3 separate regions of the Mus musculus genome follow, and all the other regions are linked to region 3. A link is a contact called in public promoter capture Hi-C data. All regions are on one chromosome and are shown on one strand. The core of a region is the stretch at or near the end of the contact, and the rest is flanking DNA. Distances in the headings are between cores, read along the strand shown.

What was found. Promoter capture Hi-C pulls out the DNA fragments that hold promoters and counts their contacts.
Region 1: a contact with region 3 is called in a promoter capture Hi-C map of pre-B cells, with 7 times the contacts expected there. The contact joins the promoter of Rbm5 here to the promoter of Nbeal2 in region 3. A contact is called at or near these places in 2 of 39 promoter capture datasets (liver and pre-B cells).
Region 2: a contact with region 3 is called in a promoter capture Hi-C map of pre-B cells, with 4 times the contacts expected there. The contact joins the promoter of Rbm6 here to the promoter of Nbeal2 in region 3. A contact is called at or near these places in 2 of 39 promoter capture datasets (liver and pre-B cells).

Annotation. Positions count from the first base shown.
Region 1 is chr9:107,769,069-107,772,570 of GRCm38.p6, reverse strand. Rbm5 (RNA binding motif protein 5) reads left to right here and starts at 1,569. Exons shown (of 25, transcript NM_148930.3): 1 at 1,569-1,686; 2 at 2,945-3,010. The coding sequence starts at 2,994.
Region 2 is chr9:107,870,748-107,874,363 of GRCm38.p6, reverse strand. It overlaps Rbm6 (RNA binding motif protein 6), which reads left to right and starts at 1,545. Exons shown (of 21, transcript NM_011251.3): 1 at 1,545-1,715.
Region 3 is chr9:110,652,164-110,656,187 of GRCm38.p6, reverse strand. Nbeal2 (neurobeachin-like 2) reads left to right here and starts at 2,027. Exons shown (of 54, transcript NM_183276.2): 1 at 2,027-2,291. The coding sequence starts at 2,241. It also overlaps a transcript of Ccdc12 not described here.

The DNA.
Region 1 (3,502 bases), core at 320-2,819, 2.9 Mb after region 3:
CTTAAGATTATTTTATTAAAACTTTGTTCAATAATATATTTGCTTTTTTGTGTTGCTTAAATTAGAACAATTTCCATTGTCTTTGGTACATCGACTACCAGATAGCCTAGGATATATAGTCCATCTACTCACAAAAACAATTCTACTCAACAGACAGACACAATTGAGAGGATGCCATTCATCCCTGGATGGAATCTGTCTAGGGATAGGGGAGTAGCTTTTGAGTTTAAAATTGAATTGGCAGCATGGTGGCTCACCTTTAATCCCAGCAACCAGTGAGTGAGTTCTTTATATCACCCTGGCTTTCCTGGAACTCACCTTTTTAGACCAGGCTGGCCTTGAACTCAGAGATCCAATTACCTCTGGGATTATAGGCATGGATCACCACACCCTGCTATAAGTGGTTTCTATGATCTGCAGACAAATGTATATTTTCTGCGGTTAAGTGTGTTATATATACTCAACCATAATTGGGCATATCTTAACATTTACATAATTGTATACTGAGAATACATAGATACAAAAGAAAGATGTTGAGTATGTGTTCCTTCAGCTGTGTTATCAGGCATTTCTAGCCAGTTTCAGTCACCCTAATTCCTGCACACCGTTATTCTTATCAGACTTGTAATCCCAGAAGGAGGTGAAAACTGGAGGGTCAGAAACAGTCCCACACTAAGGAGATGGATCTTGGTCAGTCTACATTGTGAATTCCAGGCTAACCAGAACTATAGAGACCCTTTCTAAAGAAAACAAAAGGGAGGGAAGGGAAGAAAAATTAAAAAAAAAAATGAGGGAAATCTGCTCCCTAATAACTACATATGCAGAGGACAAGTTATGGCAACTGGATGACAATATCTCCACAAAAAGCAGAGAGAGGGGGGGGGGGAACCTCTAGGGTTTTGTCTGTTTTGTTGGATTTTTTTTTTTAATGTGTAGTTGGGTGATGATTTGGTTTGAATTTGGGCTGCTTTGCATTTACTTATTGTTGGTGTATTTGAACACACATCCATGTTTGCCACATCAGAAGACTACTCTCATGCGTGGTTCTCTTTCCATCCTGTGAATTGCAGGGATGGAACTCAGGGTTTTAGGCTTGGCAGTAAGCCTTACCTGATGAGGCTATCTCACAGGCTTGGTTTTATTGTTGTTTTGTTTGCTTGTGGCAGGGTCTTACAACAAAATATCCCTATTGTTCTGGAGTTCATATTCTAGTGCTGGCATGGCTTCTGAAAACAAGCTAGTTCAGTTTCCAGTTTACCGAATTATTAGCTCTGTATGTTTGTAAAACGACTAGGGAAGTAATCCGTAGTATGCCTTCTCTACGAACTGGATTATACGTTTTACAGTGTGTCAAGCGCTGGTAAAGTTCACATCCGGGTTCTCAGAAGCTGAATGGCAGCTTTGTCATGGAGCAGATGAAATACGCAAAAAAATTAACGCAGGGTATAGTGACAGGCTGCCTGGGCGACCACACTTCCCGGCAGCCCTCGCGCAGACCGGCACCCTCGCTGATTGGACGCCTCTGGAGAGGCGGGTAGGATGGGAGGTGGGGGAAGGTCGACGCGCGAGGGACTGTGGGTAGGAGAAGACGGTCGGTGGAGACGCCATTTTGTGGAGCGGCCGAACCTTGTAGGAGGTTCTGGGGCGCAGAGCCGCTACTGCTCCTGCTTTGTTCCCTCTGTGGGGGTGAGTGCGGCTGCCGTCCATTACACCCCAGTGATTTTGCAATTGGTGCTGTCCCTTAAGTCTGCCTGTCAGCCGCCAGAGGTGACCGCTCAGCCGAGTCTTTGAAGAGACTAAACTAAGCAAGCGCTTGAGGGCCGCGCCCCTCCTCGCCTCTGGCTCTGCTGGCTTTCATAGGTTGCCCCCTAGCCCGGTCCTCGACCCGCCTCTTTGGAGTTGTTTGTCTCTTGCTGGGACGTTGTCCCGAATCCCCTGTCGTGCGGAGCTGTGGAGCGCCTGGCAGTCTCTTAAGCCATCATCGCCCTGAGTCTCCAACTGAATCTCGCTGTGCGAAAGGTGGTTGGGAATGGGTGTGGGGAGGGATGGATGGAAGATAAGAAAGATGGACTGAATGCCGGATTCAGTTGCGCCGCCATCTCGGCTGCGATACCCCGCGGAGGTGGGCATGGGCAACCTCCCTGGGAGGTGGGTGCGGGCATCTCGGGCGAAAACAAGGGACAGCCGTAGCCGTTCGACCCCGGAACTTGACCCACTAGATGTCTCTTATTTTTTAAGTCAACGAATGTTTGTTAAGTGCTTGCTTTAAAAGACCAGATTCTAGAAATGGCAGTAACTATAGTTTCTGGGACATCACAGGCATCATAGCTGTGTGATGTTTTATTACGGCCAATCGGCCGGGGAAAGGCTGTGGGTCACTCGGTGGCCTGTTGTCGATCAGGGCTGGTCCAAGACATAGGTGTTATTGATACACAGATATTAAGCCGAGTCAAGGTTTGGTCTTGTCTTACTGAAATAAATTGAGATCAGGCGATGTGTTATATATGTAAATTTCAATCAGATCAGCATTCCAGCTTCTAAGTTTTTGTCAGAAAAATTTGAGATCGTGTTACAATTTTAGTGTTGAATTTTATATTAACGAAGACAGTTGGATGAATGCTTTAATCATTGTCCATCTCAATAAATAGCGTTGCTTTGGTTATGAAAATCAGGAGCTTTTTGCTTTGTAATTGTAGTGGGAGTGTCCAAGGTGTCTAAAGCCTTCACCCTTCTTGAGTTTCTTATTGAATATATGATCTTAATATGTTAAAGTGACCTTCATCTTCCTGCTTCTTAACACAATTATGACTTAGTGTTGACAGCCTCCTTTTCCTTCCTCTTTTTAGTCATTGTTAAGTATTAGCCACAGTTTCTATCCCAGTTTGTAGGGTTCTTGAATTAAGTGATCTCTGAAATTTGCAATTTTTCTCTTTCCCACCCCTAGGGGAAAATTTAAGCCTTTTGAAGCAGTGTGCTAGCTCTTCCGTGAGACGATGGGTTCAGACAAAAGGTGAGTTTCAATACATGACATGCCTTTGATCTCAACAGCTTAGTTGGGACTGAAATATTTGTTTAAAATTGTTTATTCAGCCCTGTGTGGTGATGGCAGCTTACAGGTTTTAATCCCCGCAGAGACAGGCAAATCTCACTGAGTTCAAGGCCAGCCAGGGCTACATAGAGAAGGCCTGTCTCAAAAAAGGAAAAACAAAAACAAAACAAAGCAACAACAGTAATAAATTATTTATTTTGCAAATGAATATTTAAATGTCTATTGTGTTTCAAGTGTTCCAAATGACTACTTTCATGATTCTGTTCTCACAAGCTTCAGTCTAGTGAGAGTTAACAGTTAGGATAAAAAATGTAAAGTACTGTCTGGACACATGAGGAGAAAGGGAAGTGTCTTGGGGAAAGTATTGTCGGAGGTGCAGTCCAAAGGCTAAGAACTAGGTTAAGGAAAGCAGTGTGGAGTAGGCCATGGAAAGTTCCAGCTGTGGGCAGGAGC
Region 2 (3,616 bases), core at 296-2,795, 2.8 Mb after region 3:
TCATGGTCAGGTCTGTCACTGCAATACCCCAGTCTCTGGTACCAACTTCTGTCTTAGGTTTTTACTGTTGTGAACAGACACCATGACCAAAGCAAGTCTTAGAAATTACAACATTTAATTGGGGCTGGTTTACAGGTTTAGAGGTTCAGTTCATTATCCTCAAGGCAGGAACATGGCATCCAGGAAGACATGACTTAGGAGGAGCTGAGAGTTCTACATCTTTACCTGAAAGCTGCTAGCAGAATACTGACTTCCAGGCAGCTAGGATAAGAATCTTATTGCCTACACCCACAGTGACACACCTACTCCAACAGGGTCACAACTTCTAATAGTGCCACTCCCTGAGCTGAGCATATGCAAACCATCACACAGGGGTTCCTTTTTGTAGCCCAGACTGTACTAGAACTCACTCTGTAGAACAGGCTTGCCTTGAACTCAAAGGTACATCTGTTTCTGCCTCTGGAGTGGAGGGATTAAAGTATTGCACCATCACTTCCTGTCTCCATGCCCAGCTTTTTCCAGTGGGCATTTATGGCAGCAGCATTTATTGATATTTTATTTGTCACATATGTACAGTCCCCTCAGAGGCTAGAAAAGAGCATTGGATCTCTTTGAACTGAAGGAACAGAGGATTGTGAACCGCCACGTAGTTTTTGGGAATTGAACCTCTGGAGAGCAACCAGTGTTTTTAACTGATGAACTGTTTCTCCAAGTGTCTTTCTTTGACCTTGAAGAATCGAATTAGGCTACAATATCATATATCGCCAGGGCATACACACAAGGCACCAGGTGGCTGGGATAAGCAAACCCCTCACAATATAGACAATCTACCTGAGAACTTGGGAGTCAGGTAGATCATTAGCTGGAAGATTCTGGAAGAGGTTGCGTATCAACAGTTACTTTGCTTTCTTTCCGTTAGAATTACGATGTGCAGTTTTTGTGGCGAGTCACGCGTGTCTACATTTATTGCCTAGAGCTAGCGGGACCTGTAGAAACAAGTTTTATTATTTTTTTTTAATGGGTTGAGCTACTGAACCTTTTTACACGGATGATTTCCGCCTGGAGTGTTTGACCAGAAGTCTGTCGGAAGGTAAAAAAGGACGAGTCTTTGGGTCCTAATACTTCAACTCAAGCAGTACTTTTGCATTTATTCTCTGGACTTAGGTAGAAGGGGTCTTATTTATGTAGCCGAAAAGCCAGCAGCCCTTTGCCGTAACGGAATAAGACCGGAAAGATCTCCTCCCATTTTCTGCACCCGAACTGACAATCTCTCTCTTTCCCAAGGGGCAAGGCAGGACCGTCCCCCAGCACCTGGCAGGGTGTGTCACTAGGCTGTCTAAGCCACCCGGACCCCTTGCACACTTGCGAGGAAAACACCAGAGAAGCAGTGACAGCACTGAAGCCAAACCATAACTCCCGGCAGGCCCTGCGGAGAAGCGTGCCTTCTAATTGGGCAGTGGCTAACAGCGTGCCTTTCCATTGGGCAGCAGCTCCACCAGCCGTCAAAGCCGCTGCGCGCAGGGCACGGCGGGAGAGGAGGCCGCGGGATTTGCGGCCGTACTTCATCTCCCGGCGGGCCCAGCGCTGAAGGCGGTGGCGCGACGCCTTTGTGGAAGCCGGAGCCCACCGGGAGGAAGTTCCGGTCTCCGGGACGCTGGGTCCGTGGCGGCCTCTGAGGAGGAGGAGAAGCGGGCCGCGGCGGCTACGCTGCTTTGGTAAGGGCCCAGGCTAGGAGAGAGGGCGTGCCCGAGCTTCTGGGACGGGGTCAGCGGGCCTGGCGGCTCTGGAAATCGCGGGCCCGCGCGGCCTAGCAGCCGTGGCTTCGAAGACACGGGGCGGCCGCGGCCTCGCTCGCTTGCGAAAACAGTCGTGTGTCGCGGGAGGCGCCGCTCGCGGCAGGAACGCCCCGGAACGGTCGCGGGCCCGGGGCGGGGCCCGAGGCGGCTGTAGAATTACCGGTCCCAGCGCGGAGCGGCCAGCTGTGGGGCGAGGGACCCGCGCGTGGCAGCGGTTCTGGCGCTCAGCTCTGTGGTGCTGCAGGAGAGATTTCTTTCTCTTTCCCCTTGTGTTTGTGATCTTGTCCTGAGAGACATCACTAGATACGGAACTCTTGTGCCCTGCAAGTAACCTTGGCCGCCCACCCAGACACCCAACCAGGAAGGTGCGAGAGTTCAGAACCTGGCCCACGGGCCCGTAGAACCGGGAGGTGGGCGAGGGTGACTGGTGGGTTCTGTACCGGTTGGGCGAATGTAGGAGGAGAGTGATGTTCCCACATATTCGTGCTTTAGATTCCTTTTGGCGTTGTTAATAATGTGCTTTTCTTTTAACTTTATAATTGACGTTGAGCTAATGAATTCAAGTGTGGGGTTGCGTTTCTTAATTAAAAACAAAAGGCCTTATTTGTAGAGCACATATACTTGAGGTAGTTTGTATATTTTCTCCTCCCCCTCACCCCCACCCTAGGCATTCTTATTAATTTCAGACTAATTGGATATAAGTTAAGGAGTAGGTTTTTTTTTTTTTCTTTTTTATCCGCTTGATCACCCAGGTCATTTTCTGAACTCTGGATTGTGCCTTAGGATTGTTAGTTTTCAACTTCCTGTTGACTAAATATGTCACAGTTAACATTACTAAGCTTGTGAGAATCAAAGGGGAAAGTGTCAACAGCTAATGACAATGTGGAAAGTAACTTAGCACTAAAATACTAACTTGAGGAAACATAGTGGTTGAATCTACTGCCAGGCTTAGTGGAGTTTAATCCTGAAGTTTAGGAGGATGAGGCAGGAGGATGTCAGGTTTGAAGCGCCCTAAGCTGCATTGAGACCCTAAAAACTTTGAGTCTGAATTTTATTTAGCTCCTTAACTAGTAGTACACTTATATAAATGCTTATCTGCTTATAAAATCTATAGGATTATCTATAGTGTATGTGGTCTATAAGGCAGGTTAGGTAGGACTCAGTTCTCAACCAGCAGAACACCCTTGCTGCTCATTGAATCCAGGGCGCAAGTTATCTACCACTAGGACCAGCCTTCTTTACAGAATTTTCTTATCAGGCTTGAGTTTATTCTTACCTGCAGGTTTTTGTGGCTCTTCACAAGAATTTCTGGTGTGAGAATTATTATTGTCGTCTCCACCTTCCACCCCCCTCACCCCCCACAACATAGGGTCTTTCATAGCCAGGCTGGATTTGAATTAAACTTGCCTTAAAAAAAACTCCTAATCTTTCCACTTGAACTTTCTAGGCACTACAATTGGCAGCTGTTATTCCTAGCTAGGGGAAGGTTATTAAATATATATACTCTAGGCTAAAATCCTTTGCTACTATACTATATACTCCGCTCAAAATGTACTCTTGAAACAGAAATTTGCCACCATGCATAGATGTATAAAATGATGTTAATGACTTGGTTCAGAATCAGAGTTAAGTAGATAATAAAACTATTGAAAAGGGTTTTTTTGTTGTTGTTTTTTGTTTTTGTTTGTTTGTTTGTTTTTTTCGAGACAGGGTTTCTTTGTGCAGCCCTGGCTGTCCTGGAAGTCACTCTGTAGGCTGGCCTCGAACTCAGAGATCCACTTGCCTCTGCCTCTCAAGTGCTGGGATTAAAGGTGTGCGTC
Region 3 (4,024 bases), core at 778-3,277:
AAGAGCGAATGCCTTGAGAAACATTCCCTGAGCCGGGTGAGGTGGTGCACGTTTGTAATTCCAGCACTTCAGAGGCTGAGGCATCAAAATTATGGGGTCGGGTTCAGTCTGGGCTACGTAAGATAACCTTGTCTTAACGCACCACTACCAGACAAACACCCAGAAACCTTCCTTGGCCACTCTCATTCCCAACTCACTCTGAGGTCAGCCTCTCCCTTCTCTACAGAGTGCCAGTGGCAGCTTGCACTCACTCGCCTGATGAGTTGTTGCGCATAAGCCTTGCTATCCACTCTCTGGCTCCAGAACTGCTGAGTTCGAGGCCTGGCTACATGGCCTTTTCCTTTGAACTCAAGAATGATCTCGCATCTCTTTCGGGAGCTGCAGCATAATCAGAGTCAGGCTACCTTACCTGCTTAAAAGCAAATAGCAGCCGGGCGTGGTGGCGCACGCCTTTAATCCTGGCACTTGGGAGGCAGAGGCAGGCAGATTTCTGAGTTCGAGGCCAGCCTGGTCTACAAAGTGAGTTCCAGGATAGCCAGGGCTATACAGGGAAACCCTGTCTCGAAAAACAAACAAACAACAACAAAAAAAAGAGCAAACAGCAACCAGGGCCGAATAAGTGCCACTGAATTACTCTCTCCTCCCAGTATAAAAAGAGGTTGACGGAGCCGGGCGTGGTGGCGCACGACTTTAATCCCGGCACTTGAGAGGCAGAGGCAGGTGGATGGATTTCTGAGTTGGAGTCCAGCCTGGTTTCCAAAGCGAATTCCAGGATAGTCAGGACTACATGGAGAAATCTTGTCTCACAAAACAAAAGGAGAAGAAGGAGTTTGACTGCGGCAGATGGTCACAGATGCGTTTGCTTCTTTTCTTCTCCTCCTCCTCTTCCAGGAGATGGCAAGCCCATGAGCAACGTGGCTCCCTGTCTGGGGCTTCTGTTATAAAGCTGGCCCAAAGGAGAATGATCTTCCCTAACAGCTCCCTTCAAATGTCACCGTTTCCTAAGCTCGGTGTTATCCTGGGTTAACCTGGTTCTGTCTGGGACCTTCCCTTACAGTAGGAGACGGGGTGGCTGCCAGCCCCTGGCATAGAGGGTATCTGTGCTCAGGAAAGGTAAGCTCATACTAAGATGCATAGGGCGCTTCATACTGATCGATCCCTAGGACCAATAGGAGCCATCTGGACCTAGCAAACTTTCCCCTACCCCTAACAAAGAAGCTGGTTCCCACCCAACACCAGGGGCTCCCTCACTTCACAGTCCAGTCACAAGGAAAGGACAGACAGGGTGTTGGTGACAGTGGCCCAGAAATGACTCAGCCAGGCCTAGATCCCTTGTTCCTGCTGTCCCTGCAATTCTCATTTGGCTTGTCTGAGCCTCAGTTTCTTCATTCATTAAAGCCGGCATGAGGCACCCACCTCCTTCAGGCCAAAGGAACAAAAAATGACTGACAAGTGCCGGGCCCTGGGAGGAGGGGCTCCCAGCAATGGAGCACCTGGGCAGGATTCCTAGAGGGAGTGGGCTACTGTATGTATCCTAAACTTGGTAAGGACGCCGCTCCTCTGCAGGTAGGTTTGTCCTGCAGTCGACTGATGATTCCTTCCATCCAGCTCAACACTAGGCGAAACTAAAAGGTAGCACTTGTCTTCCATAAAGCTCTTAAAACAGAACCTTGCACGTAGTTAGTGCCACAAGTGTTCGTCATGGGCGAGGTTATTATTAGTATTGTTGAAGGACCCTAGTCATCTCCACGCGAACCACAGTCCTTTCATTGAACAGCGATAATTCCAAGCCCGATAGGTTCTGTACTCGGGTTAAAGCCTTTACGGGCCCCTCACTGGGGAGGATGGAAATAATCCTGCCAGTGGCTCTGAATGGACTCCGCCTGCGAGAGGCGGAGCTCCATGCGACCTCCCGGGCCGCCCTGACCCCAGGCTCCTCCTCCAGCCTGACTTCCCCGCCCTTTGGACAGTCCTAGGAGAGGCGGGGCGGTGGCCGCTGCCACAGACAACCAAGTGTAGGAAGCCAGGCGGTGGCCGGCCGGGAGGAGGAGGAGGGGCGTGTAGACTTTGGTGGCTAAGTGCGACAGGGTCAGGAGCCGCGGACTTCCCCCAGCAGTGTAGCGCCGCTCCGCCCCGGAGTGACGCCCTCCCGCCCATGGGCCTGGCCCGGGGCAACCGGCGGGCGGCGCGGAGGAGGCGGCGACAGGTGGCGCGCAGCAGGGCCAGAGCCCGGTCAGGCCATGGCCGCCTCGGAGCGGCTCTACGAGTTGTGGCTGCTCTACTACGCGCAGGTGAGCCCGTCTCGCCCCTGGTCCGCGGGGTCCCCAGATCCGCGCACGCAGTGTCTGCTGCACCTGCGTCCGGCTCCCCCGGGGCCGCAGATCGGCGCGCGCACGCGGGACTTCAGCTCCGCGCACACGTGCGTGCCCCTGGCTGCCGGGCTACCTCGGGCATTTGTGCCAGGGGACAGTGTTCGCCGGTGAGCGCTGTATTGCAAGTCCTCAGCGAGACCGCGCAGCCTCAGTTGCCCTGGCCAGTCAGTTCTCACCCTTTTCACAACTGGGTAAACTGAGACCTGGAAAGAGAGGGACTCAGTTTGCTGGTTGGTTGCTTCGCCTGAGAGGCGCATTCGCGATAGGTGGTCATGGTGGCTAGAATGTCATGTAGGCTGGGGGATCCGGCAGGTGCCGCTTCTGACAAGTACATCAGACGTTCGTCACTTCAGACTCCTTCAGAGTTCTTAGTGATGAGCTCTTACTGTACTTGAAGCAACTTTAGCCTACCTCCATTCTGCAATGGGCCAGGGAGGATGGTGAGGTCAGGAGGGATGGCTGAAAGGGACCCTCGTTTCAGGCTGACTCCGCTGGTATCAGAAGGGGAGCGAAGGGGCTGTGATGCCTCTGACTCAAACTCTAGAAGCCTCACTTTCCCTTTTGCACTGGAAGCAGGGAGTGATCCCGGGGTTATGCCTCCCTCCTTGCACCTGCTTGGCACTAGGTGCCTAGCTCAGGTGTGCCCTGGACACAATGGTCCATTGTGTGTCCATGAACAGCTTGTCACTGGGAGAGCAGGGATATGGGGAGAGTTCATGCTCTACCCTGGCCCTCTGAAGAGGCTGCCTGATGGTTTGTCTAAGTCTGAAGGGCCACAGCTTCTTTGGTCTTCTTGGGCCGGTGGCATGTAGTAGAGTCCCACTTAGGGTAACCAAGTCCGAGCTCATTGCACCTTTAAGCCTTTACTTCCCGGCTGTAGAATCAACGCAGTTTTACCCTCAGGCCACCTGGACTTTGTAGAGAGGGAGCCACTATGGCTGGTGTAGGTCAGAAAAGCCTGCCTCTCCTCCATTCAGCCCCTGTATCTCCATCTTCAAGGGAGATCACCATGTGAAGAGAACTTAAACCAGGTGATGAATCTGCAGAGATGTCACCGCTGGGTTTTCAGGCTGGGTGGTAGGCTGCTGGAGATGTTCTGGTCCAGCTTCCTGGGACTGTACCCTTTCATAGTGGCTGGGCTGTTTGGTTTTGAGCTGTTGGCCACTTCTGTCTGCTGTGCTCCCACCGCCTCCCAGAAGGCTTAGGTATGGAGCTCAAGCTGGCTGGTTGTAGAAGTGGAAGCCTAGACAGGCAGGGGGCAGCCTGGGACCAAGCCAACAAATAAATCCAGGATGTGAGAGCAAACTCAGGAGTCGGGTGGGGCCGGGCTGCCTGGGGAGAGGAAGCCAGGCAGCCACCCAGTGCAGCCTTCCTGCCTGCTCCAAAAACACCGTCCCACTTCTCGGTGCTGGGTTCCCAAGGAAAGATAGTGCTGCTAGGGACCCGCCGTGTGTGTCACGGGGTGTGTAAGGCAAGGGCGGATCTGACAGGTGTTGCGAGACCCTTCGCCCCAGCATGATGGCACATGCCTGTAATGCCAGCATGAGAGAGGTTGAGGCAGGAGGATTGCCAAATGTCTGAGGCCAATCTGGGCAACAGTCTTTTGAGACTTGTCTCAAAAAGAAAAAAGAGACCCTTTTTTGTCAGTCCAC